Linked DNA regions of Sus scrofa: regions 1 and 3 are each linked to region 2. Evidence: chromatin contacts called from public Hi-C data. All regions are on one chromosome and are shown on one strand. The core of a region is the stretch at or near the end of the contact, and the rest is flanking DNA. Distances in the headings are between cores, read along the strand shown. Region 1 overlaps PDE3A (phosphodiesterase 3A). Region 2 holds the start of PDE3A (phosphodiesterase 3A). Region 3 overlaps LOC106510350 (a long non-coding RNA gene).

Region 1 (3,885 bases), core at 686-3,185, 250 kb before region 2:
TTTCTCATCTCTAAAATGAGGTAATAATCATGCCTGCTATATAGTACTGTTGATGATTCAATGAAATCATGCACATAAAGACATCAGCTGAGTGCTTAGCCCACAGTACAAGTTGGAAAAATACTATGTAGTACCACCATAATTATTGTTTTTACATTGAAAAAGGTTATGTGCACATAGGAATCCATATCATACATGTATATACTACACACACTGGGTCAGCAGTTTCTTTATAAATGAAGGCAGAATTATGCTAGAGAAATAATTTCTCTACCAATAAAAACAAAACAAAACATTAAAAAACCTTGAATAGTTTCACTTTTTTCTTCCAGGTAAAGACAGTCATAAAATGGACTGTGTTCCCCACTCCCATGTACTCATAATAGTTCTGAGATGAATTTTAGGGTCTTAGAAAGTAATTTGTACAGAGGCCCTGGTTTCAGTTAATATGGGTGATTGCACTGGTATGATTTATAATATACCATGTGAAAAGAATTCTCAAAGCAGGCATCTTAGCTCCATTGTTGGGAGTTTTTTTTTTTTTTTTTTTTTTTTCTTTCTTTCTTTCTATGTAGTCATCCTGGGAGGCAAACACAGCATGGGAAGAACATTCTCAGGGTGAAAAGGGAGTTGGGATACGGCAGGGATAAACAGTGTAAGGGATGACACACAAAAGAAGTCACGGGGACTTTTTCTTACCCAGCTCTGGTCCTAATGCTGGGAAAAGATGACTGCTGGGTTTTGGGGAGCTGCCACCCCTCACCCTCCAAATCTTTCTTTTCGATACCAGGGAGCAGTGTTTTAGTCTTTAATGGACTAAATTCATGTAGAAGATGAGCTGGATTCCGTAAATGATCTTTGGTGTATTACTGGTTCTGACCTCAGAGCCAGCAAAACTGCATATGTGTTTATAATTTCATAGGACCCATTTATAATTTTAGACTTGAAGTTGGTTGGGAAATTTTTTAAAAATGAAATCATGTGAAAATTTTGCAGTAACTCATTGTAGGCTGAACCTTGGCTAAATGTCATCCTAAGGAAGCAGATGTTTGCTTATTTTAATTTTCTGGCAGAGAATATGAGTTGACATTTGGATTTGCTCCTTAGGATAATACATATGTACAGTAGGAGGAAAATATATAGGGCCCTTCATCAAACTGCTTTCTTTCTAAAAACACCTCGGCTGGCTGACCCACTGTGAGACACAGCAAACTCCAGCAGCTACCAGAATTCTTAACTTCCTTCTCTTTTGATGTTCAAAGAACATTCCATGTCACCATATAGGATGTAGTACATGGCCTTGTGTCCTCCTATATTTCCTTACAATCTGTCTGCAAATAAGCCCAAGCCCAAAACTGTTTAAAAACAAAAACAAAAACAAAAAGCAGTCCTTCTGTTTATATTTTCTAAGATCTTTGAGACACTAGCAAAGTCACTCAATATCCTCAAAAAAACAATTGTCAGAGAATCTTGTTTTATTATTTAGTAAAGAAGACATACTTAAGAAATTGCTTACTCAAGTAAGCACTCCTATCTCTAAAAAGATAACCTTAGCTGTCTTTGACTTCCAGGCTGGTACTCCCTAATTATAAAAGATGAAGTGGCTGGCAAAGCTAGGAGGAATTCAGGTAATGGACTATTCTCGTGACTGTTGAGGCAGATGAAGCTGGCAAGGCTTGGTTAAGTATAGGTTGCTATGTAAATAAAAAGCATTATTGTTTCTGTTAGTGGAAGAAACTGGATTCTCTGAGCGTGAGCTTCTAAATATTACAGAAAAAAAATCAGTCTTTGAAATAAGTATGAACTCACAAAGGTGATGAATTTCGATGGTCTTTTGTTTGCTGAGTTTTAAGAACTGCTATTAAATTTGATCTTGAGGTTTCTCTTTGCTTAGCCTAAAAACAATTTCAGTGAACAACAGATGGCAGTCTTCTGCCTTTTAAAAAGAACTCCAACTGTCTAAACAGCTTTTTGAATGAGTGCTGCTCACTCATTAGCAGGCAGTTTGGTTTCTTTTGTCACAGAAAAAAAAGAACAAAAACTAAAACCGAAACACAAAACCTTACATTAGACTATTGGCAGGAAAGTAGAAAAAAAAATTAAATTGTGTTAAATCCCTCAGGATCACTGTTAAAGTGAAACTATAATTACACCCTTAAGAATCTGTCTGAATTACAAGTATTTTGGCTCTGTCACCTTTCTCCATTTTTATAAGCCACCCATGGTACACATGACCCATTTCCATACCTAATTTGATTTAAATTTTCCCACATGTCATTTTCTATTGTGATTAAAATATGCATAAAACAAAACCATCAATAGGCACATTCTAACACCAGGGTTTGAGGAGCTTCACTGACATTTGCCTTATCTCCACTGTGTTATCCCCTCTCCTTTCCACCTCACATGCAATGGGCACTTATCTATGCTACTGATTTGCTTCCAACTACTGCTGACCCTGGAGATCTTCCCTGGACTGCTGTGTGGGCATCCCAACTGATTACCATGGGAATGCCTATTGGGGCACTCCTGTACTTCATCCACTGGAAGCACTAAAACCAAAAACAAACAGAACAGGTGAAAAGCCCTGACAGCTCTAACTCCTGGACATCTTACATCTCTGACCAGTTCTCATGTGCATTCGTAGGACCTCTCATTGCATTTGAGATGGTTTTCAATTCGACTTTTGGTGTATGATCATTTGATGAAAGTTCATCTTCCTCTTTTAGGCTGAAAGTTCTAGGAGGACAAAGGCCATGCTACTTTTCATTCACCAGGTTAACAGAGCCTCAATTAGTATGTAGTACTTTTTAGGCACTCAATGATATCAGAAATGGTTAAGTCAAAAGTAGCATACTCTAAACCTCCCAAGACATGTCAATTTCCTCTCTCCAGTTCTATGCCTTGAAGAAATGCAAAAAGACAAACCAATTATATTGTTCTTAAACAAACAAATTTTCTAGAAGTCATCCCAAAGCATTTAGCCTTCCAGCACAATTTCATGTTCTAATCTTAGTTAAATAAAAATATACAGAACTATTAGACTGTAATACTGAAATCATGAATAAAAATTTTATTCAGCAAACTGATTCTGGAATAACTACTATCTAGAAAATAGTGAAACTGCCAAAAAGAAGTAATAGTACTGATAAAAGAAAGCAACTTTACACTTTTCTATAATCTGGCACATATATGAAAAGAGTAAGCATAAGAGTAGGTTATATGGATGAGTAGTTTCTGGAAAAGAGAAAATCCTCAAAGGACTGGAGGTAGAGAAAGAATGGCCTTATGGAGACAAAGTTCAGTGAAGTACAGAATGCTTCAAGTTGAAAATGATGTGTCTGTAAACAGCATAGTGACTACCATTAATAATGTTCTATTGTATATTTGAAAGTTGCTAAGACAGTAGATCTTAAAAGTTTTCATCACAAGAAGAAATTATGTAACTACATATGGTGATGGATGTTAACTAGACTGGTGATGCTCTAGCCACATACACAAATATTAAATCATTATATTATATACCTGAAACTAATAAAATGTCACGTCAATTAATACCTAATTTTTTAAAGAACAAAAGGATGTATCTGGAGAGGTATGAGAGGGCTTATCAATACAGGAAGATGAGCATTGAGGAATACTGATGGCCATGAGAAACCCTGCAGGGTGCTGATGTTGCCAGTTGTTATGGAGAATGGAGACAGGCTGACTTTCATGCTTTGGCCTGAGCAGATGGGTAGCTAAGAATCTCTGCCTAAATTAGCAATCACTGGAGAAGGAAGAAGTTTTGAGTGGATGCTGAAATACTCAGCTTTGAGTAACTATATAATGTTCACAGAATGATGCAAGTTGCACGTGGGGAGGGACATGTGAGCAAGGAAAGGA
Region 2 (3,621 bases), core at 454-2,953:
AGAGTAGTCTCTCACTCCCTAAAGTTGTTCTAATAGCACCACAGGTACACAAGCATAAATTTAAATGGGAAAGTGTAAATTTCCATTTGCTGTACATAACCAGCTCTCTGCCACCCCCACCCAAGTGTCAAATCTGCTTGGAGTAGAGAGGTGAACACTAAGTATTCCTTTTCAGATACAATCTGCATTTAAAATTAGGATTTGTTCCTTTAATGCCCCTTATAGCAGCTATAAGGGTCTCAAAACACTTAATGATAATAAGGCTACTGGTCCCCAAAATTCACTGAACTTTTATCCGGAATAACTTCACTCATAATACTAGATTCCTCCTCCTCCCTGAAATACTTATATCACCAGATTTAAAAATACTCTCCTGAATTAATATTTCCTGCATAAATCCATTTGAATTTCTAAATATTCACTTAAGTATGTAGATACATAAGAGAAATGTCTCTTTTTAGTTTACATTAAAGCACAGTCCACAATTTTGACAAATTCTGATGCGCAAGAAAAACTATTCCCCAAATTGAAGTTTATAAACAAAACAGATTAGCATGTGATAATGTATGTCCCCAAATTACATTTAAAAACAAACTGGGCACCACCAAACACAATCTCCTCAATTAAGACACTGCAAAACCAGAAAATAATCAGTACCTCACTTCAAGTATTCTTTGTTTGTACTCTAGAATATTTTTACTGACTTCCATAAACGTTTACCTGTCCCTTTAGAGGAAAGAAATTTTATAAAAAGAAATAGAAACCTAGTAAAAATCCAAGTCTTAAAAATCACCCACTGCTTAAAAAAAAAATTAAAATAAATAAATAAACTTAATTCGAACATTTCTGCTAAAGGAGGAAAGTATGTGGGCACTTAAAAGTGCAAAGGCGCCATACGCCAGGTGTAGCAAATCTAAAAAGTTGGCCCAGCTGTGGAAGACCCTGCAAATGCCATCTAGTTTTATTACTTATTCGTGTTCCTGTTGTTCAAGGTTATAAAATATTGCGTGAGAGGAGGGGGGAAATTCGCTAGTTTCCAACTAAGGCTGAAGTTAGAGCGCTTTTCTAAGCTATCTTTCCTTCTGTTCCCAGCGATCGAATCCCCTCCACTTTGTGATGGATCTCAAGGGTTTCAAGTTTTCCCCATAGGCGCGAGAGAGGGGCTGCCGGCGCTTACCTGTTCTCTCGGTATGCAGGGCAGAGAGGTCCTCCGATGGGACTTGCTGCTACAGCCGGACATCTCGGCGGACACCACGGAGCTGGACCGCCTCCTCCTCTTAAATACCGGGATATCTTCCTTGGTCCCAGCAAGCAGCTGGGACCCAAAATGCTCCCTCGGAGCCGCCCCCGCTGACTGCGGCAAGATTTGCTCCACGTACCTGGCCAGGAGGATCCCCAGCACGCCGGCCAAGTACGCCAGGTAAGGTCTCCAGGCGACCTTGAATCTCTCTAAGGAAATGAGGGACACCGTCCTGACAGCGCTAGTCAAGGCGATCATGAGGACGCCCAGCCTCAGCCTCAGCACCAGCCATGTCGCGGCGGCCAAGCAGCTGAGCACCACCCCCGCGGCGGGGAGCGAGAGTAAGTGATCCTCCCCGACGCCCAGCCCAATCTGGACGAGCGCTTCCCCCCCGCAGCAGGCGGCCAGCAGCGCGACGGCCAGAGGCAGGCGCACCCCGGCGCGCAGGAGGTACAAGCCCATCCAGAAGAAGGCACAGAGGAGACTGAAGAGCAGCGCCGAGGGCTGCAGCCAGGGGCCGAGCGGCGCGCCGCCCCCGGGAGCACCACCCCGCGGCCCCGGGAAGACGCCCCCTTCTGCGCCCGGGGCCGCTTCCTCCTCCTCCGCCGCCGCCGCCGCCTCCTTACTCCGCTCCAGGTCACAGCCGATCTCCCCGCGGACTAGCCTCACCAACAGCGCCAGCAGAAAGGACAGGGAGCCCGCGTACAACGCGGAGGAAAGTTTCCGGCAGCGCCGGAGCGGCCGCAGCACCAGGTCTCCCCAGCAGCCGCGGCAACCCGAGTCCCGCGGCGGTGCGGTGGCGACGCGAGGGTGCTTGTCCCGGCCATCTGCGGGGGCCGGCCTCGCCTCCCCGTGGCCGGGCTTAGCCCCGACGCGCGCGGCCTTGCCCGGCGCTGCCATGGTGCGCCCTCTTCGCGGAGTCCCCGAGGTCCCCCAGGCACTCCCACCCCGCCACACACACACACACACAGACACGCACACACGCCCGCTCGCCCTCCTCCCAATCCCACCCTCGGAATCCCTCCTTCTCCTCCCAGCCTGGGAGCGTCGAAAGTTTCAGCTTTCGGCAACTCCTGGAGAATACTAGATGCTCCAAAGAGACGCCTTCAAGTTAAAAGCTTAGCACAGGCAGAAAGAATCAGACTTCCTCTTTTTCTCTCTTGGAAAAGCTCTGCAAAATTCTCCGCTCCACCCCCACCCCCGACTTCAGTCCTCCAGGGTCTCTCCCTACTTTGGGATTTTTAAAGATTGCCCAAGGTGTCCAGCGCTCGGGGACCGCAGCCACTGGAGGCGCGGAAGGCGCGGGGAGAGCTCGGGACCATCCCGGGCGCTACTGCGCGCGGGGCCCGCGGCAGACGGAGGTCCCCCTTCTCTTCCTTTCAGCAGCTCTTTATCACTCTTTCTTTCTTCTCTGCCGATCCTCCCCGGCACGGCCCCGGGAAGCGAATCGCCATTCCCTGGGGCAGAAAGCACAGCCTCCCCTGCGTCTGTCGGTCCAGTTCATGGCAAAGGGTGGAAAAAATGGAAAACGGGCTGAGAAATAAGCAAGAAGTTGCTAAGTCCGGTTGGAGAGAGACACAGTCCGAGAGACAAGCGGCTGCGGCAGAAGGAAGGGAGGAAGAGAGAGCTGGAAAGGAAGGGAAAGTGAGAAGGGAGAAGGAGATTTGCTCTCCCCCCTCCCACCCACCCCCGCCCCCTTCTTTTTGGTGCGAGGTTGGTAGTGATTTGCAATTTTGCAGAAGGTAAGGGAGTGAAGACGCTGCTTAAAACTGTATTTAAAAAGCAGGCAGCTGGAGCTATCTGCAATCCCGCTTGCTTTCTTTAAGGCAACTCCCTAGGAAAGCTTGCGCAGGCCAGCTCCCGGCCCTCCCCCGGAGGAGGCGCTACTCTCAGCACCAGAGCTCCTTTCCCCAGAGCGGTGCTGCGCAGCCAGCACTCTGGGGAATGGGTTGCTGAGGCACGTGAACTGCCCAGCTCGCTGCAGCCGGGGGACCGCGGGGGTCTACGGCTGGCCCTCAGGTTGAGCTGTCTAAGATGTTGGAAGGAAAAAAGAAAAAAAAAAAAAAAAAAAGGATTGTGCTTGGATACTTGGCAGGCGACAGGAGCCAACTGACTTCCCACTGTTATTAACATGACAGCCACATCTACTGTCTGAGTGATTCGAAGGTGCTTATAGGTTCTCAAGTCAGGTACAACAGCAAACCAAATTCAGGTGGCATTGTGAGGCCTTGACTGCTCTTGTGGGAAGGTCTGTTTTCAACAGAGAACCCAAGCTTTTCCTGTTGGTCCAAATAATGGAAAATCTCAACAAGTAACCTAGACCATGAGAACATTATTAAGGATAGGTAGGACGGAAGAGCAGGGGGTTTTTTAGTATTACT
Region 3 (3,677 bases), core at 876-3,375, 150 kb after region 2:
TTTAGAAGGAGATAGGCATGGAGTCAAACCCTAGCCCTAAGACAAGGCAGAAAATGGAAATAATGCTATTTAATTTACAAAATCAAGGTGGGAATTAAAATTGATGTATTTAAAAAGTCTAGCACCTAATGCAGGATGATGCACAGAACTCTTTATTTACTGCGATATTTTGGCACGTGACCATTAGAATTGTTACTTTCTTCCATTTTTTAAAAATATACCTCAGTTTTTGAATCTGTAGAATGGGGAAAATATATTGTAAGGGGCTTTTTCAAAAGGCTTCCTGAGAAGTCCTGCATTAATTACAGATTGTGAACTCCGTGCAAAAGTTCCGATTGTCACATCCTTGAGGGCAGCACTGTGACATTCTTTATTAGATTTCTACCTGGTCAATTCTGAAGAGAGAGACAGAAAAATCACATTCAGGAAAAGTTCTTCAGGGCAGGACACCAGAGGAAAATAAGAATAATGAGGTAATACAAATGGTAAAGTAAACCAGGCAAAAGACCAAGAAATTCCTTGCAAAGGGAGACTGGAGACAATCAGCTCTCACCTACCTACAGCTTCCAGCTCCTTTCAAACAGCCTGAGACAAAGAACATTCTTCTCTGGCGATTTTTGAAAGTCAAAGCCAAACAATCCCCCTAACTTGCAGTGCGGTTAAAGGACATCCCTTCACTGTTCACGGCTGGCCTCAGACCACTGGCTCTACTGACATCATTCTAGTCATATGATGGAGATGTTGACAGTTTGCAGAGACTTCAGTCCAATTCCACAGTAATCCAGGGTCAAGGTTATTCTCCTAAGCAAATGCAAGTGAAATAATGGAAAGGTCAATTCATTTTATCACAGTTGGGTTGTACAGGCTTTGTGCCTTCACCTAGGGTTCCCAGAACAAGAAGTGTTCTCTCTCCTCTCTCCTCTTAAGAACTTTTGGTATTTTGAAATAAAAAAAAACTAAGCTTTATATTACAACAGCTCCTGTTTTGGCACACTCCGAAGCTGTGTTCTGATGCCCTCAATCAACAGCCTCTATCCTAACAGTTCTTTATCCATTCTAGCTGGCCTGAAACCAATTCTCTTTCTTGACCTCTCATTTAATGCTTTAGAAACAAAATGATACTTTATGAACCAATTAACAAATTCAGCTGTATTTTCTACCACAGAATTATATTGATTTCATGGGACTTCACTTAAAAAACCAATTTGTGGGGATTTAGGTCACCTTTTGATAATTTAACCTACAAAAGACTAATGATATTTTATTGTCTGGTCAAATCTGAACATTCAAGAGTATAACAAAGAGTTATATTATTCTATACCACAAGATCAAAAGGTGATTGATTGTTGTAAGACTGGAATTTTATTACTGCTGTTCAAAGGTATATGATTACCATGAAACAGTGCTACAAATAGAATCATAATAGCTGTTATTTATGTCTATAGATATCTATATTTATTTATTTTGAATATTACTGCAAAAAGATAGCTCTTCTCCACTCAAGGCACTAAATCTTGCACAGTTTACTAGCACAAGAAATGGAAACTTTTGATGGCACACATAGAATTCGGTGTTTATAATGTTCAAAAGGTAAGTTTAATATTTAAATTGGGTTTTGTTTTTGGCCTGGCTATCATTTTCGGGTTTGTCTCTATGCTAGTCAATTGCTGAAGCTCAGATTCTTCCTTGTTTTTCAGTGGTTAATTCTGAGTTAAAGAAAAAGTTTTCTCTTCTCTCCTCCATCTCTCACCCAGGTTTTCTCAAGCTCATTGATTTTGTGGCCCAGGTGACTTTTGATTAATCTTTTCCTCATAGTCTTGGCTTGCTTTATCTAGTTACCATATTTAAAATCTGTATTATAGACACTAGATCAAGATAAAGTTTTCTAAAAGTAGTGCTGATGACATACTCTCTCACTAGCACAGAAGGGCTGTGGTTTTCCACCCAGCACAGAGGCACAAGAAACAAGGATCCTTTTCTGCGCTGGTTCCAAAAAGAAGGTCTGAGGCTCTCAGGGTTTCCTTGTCTCTCTGTGATCACACACATATTGCTAATGGCCCAAGGCACTCATACACGTCCGGGAGCTCTCCAGCCTTCTCTTGAACTAATTCCTTCCAGAGCATCTGTTCAAGTGTGACTCATCACTTTACAAAGCCACTGCCTCCCCGCACTCCTGCTGCCAAATGCAGAGGGCATGTCTTTCCCATTGGATTCCTGCCATTTCTTTCATACATTTGACGTAATCCTCTTCCCCATTGTTTCTGTGCATCAGCTTGTACAAAATTAGAGACAAAAAAAAAAAAAGTAGAGCAGAACCTAAAAACCTACAAAATGACTCTGCTGAGATTCCTTCGGTTATCCTGGGGTTCCTTTGGCTGTGAAAGTCTCTGCCAGTTTGAAGAGGGACTTTTATTTCTGTTTATTGGCATGTTTGTTTTCGGTGGGAGAGTGGGATGTTCTAAGGCTTCATATGATTTAGAAAAGAAGAGAGATAAGAGAAGATATAAAAAATATATATTTAGACATGCTGAAGAAGTAAAAAAAAATTTAAATAAAAGAATTGGACATATTTAGTCAAATTTACCATCTGAGCAGACACTAGACCTTACTAGAGATTTCGTGGCAACAGAAATATTCATCATATCCTGTCTCTGCCTGGACTTTCCTCCATTAATTATCCCTTCTCTTCTCAGTACTGTCAACCTTTTCCTTTTCACTGGCATCTTTCCCTTAGTCTATAAACATGCTCAAGTCTCTCCCATCTTTGAAACGAATACTTCCTCAACTCTGTCTGCACTCTAGCTACTGAACCTTCTCCTTAAAAATATTTTTTAACTTAAAAAAAATTATTTTTTCTTTTTAGGGCCACACCTGGGGTATATAGAGGTTCCCTGGCTAGGGATCAAATCGGAGCTGCAGCTGTAGGTCTACACCACAGCCACAGCAACTTGGGATCTGAGCCACATCTGTGAAGTATGCTGCAGCTCAATGTGGGAGGCTTAACCCACTGAGCGAGGCCAGGGATTGAACTTGTATCCTCATGGATACTAGTTGGGTATCCACTAGTTGAGCCACAACAGAAACTCTCTAAAAATAGTTTTTAAATAGCCCATCTTATAGAACAAGTGACCTATGTACACTGTTTCTACTTCCTAATATTGTCCTTTCCCCTTATTGATTACAATCCCTCCCATCCCTACATAATTGCTATTCCAAAGGGAGTGTCTATTTTGCTAATTCCAATTTTATTATTCAGTACTCTTGGAGACAAGTGAATGAAAACAATTCCAGGTGAGTTAAGCCAAAAGAAAATTTGTTTATTTTTAGTCTTTATTTGTCTTTTTTTAGGGCCGCACTCACAGCATATGGTGGTTCCCAGGCTAGAAGTAGAATCAGAGTCGTAGCTGCTGCACTATGCCACAGACACAGCCACAGCCACAGCCACAGCAGATCCAAGTCTTCATTGATACTAGTCAGATTTGTTTCCACTGAGCCATGATGGGAACTCTCAAGAAATTTATTTTTCTTATTGTGGTTATTATATTACTTAGCTCCTTTACCGAAAAAAAATTCGTAGTTACAGCCGACTTCATTCAAGCCCAGTTGAACTAGGGCTTACCATTACTTTCTTGACTCTGCTATCCTTGAATTTAGCTTTACTTCTTGACTAGTTCATG

The links. Hi-C and Micro-C count contacts between places; a contact is called where the count stands out from the background.
Region 1: a Hi-C map of fetal skeletal muscle shows a contact between it and region 2, with 2.4 times the contacts expected there. A contact is called at or near these places in 14 of 47 Hi-C or Micro-C datasets (embryonic fibroblasts, epiblast stem cells, fetal heart ventricle and 8 more) and 1 of 2 datasets of targeted methods (skeletal muscle).
Region 3: a Hi-C map of embryonic fibroblasts shows a contact between it and region 2, with 2.5 times the contacts expected there. A contact is called at or near these places in 4 of 47 Hi-C or Micro-C datasets (embryonic fibroblasts, fetal heart ventricle, heart right ventricle and 1 more) and 1 of 2 datasets of targeted methods (skeletal muscle).

What each region holds. Positions count from the first base shown.
Region 1 is chr5:52,482,001-52,485,885 of Sscrofa11.1, forward strand. The region is part of intron 3 of PDE3A (phosphodiesterase 3A); the gene reads right to left. Among named protein-coding and RNA genes, the nearest start is that of SLCO1C1, 170 kb to the left of the region's middle.
Region 2 is chr5:52,736,068-52,739,688 of Sscrofa11.1, forward strand. It overlaps PDE3A (phosphodiesterase 3A), which reads right to left and starts at 1,704. Exons shown (of 17, transcript NM_213736.1): 1 at 1,573-1,704; 2 at 1,178-1,542. The coding sequence starts at 1,702.
Region 3 is chr5:52,883,721-52,887,397 of Sscrofa11.1, forward strand. LOC106510350 (a long non-coding RNA gene) reads right to left here. Exons shown (of 4, transcript XR_001308778.2): 2 at 558-801. Among named protein-coding and RNA genes, the nearest start is that of PDE3A, 150 kb to the left of the region's middle.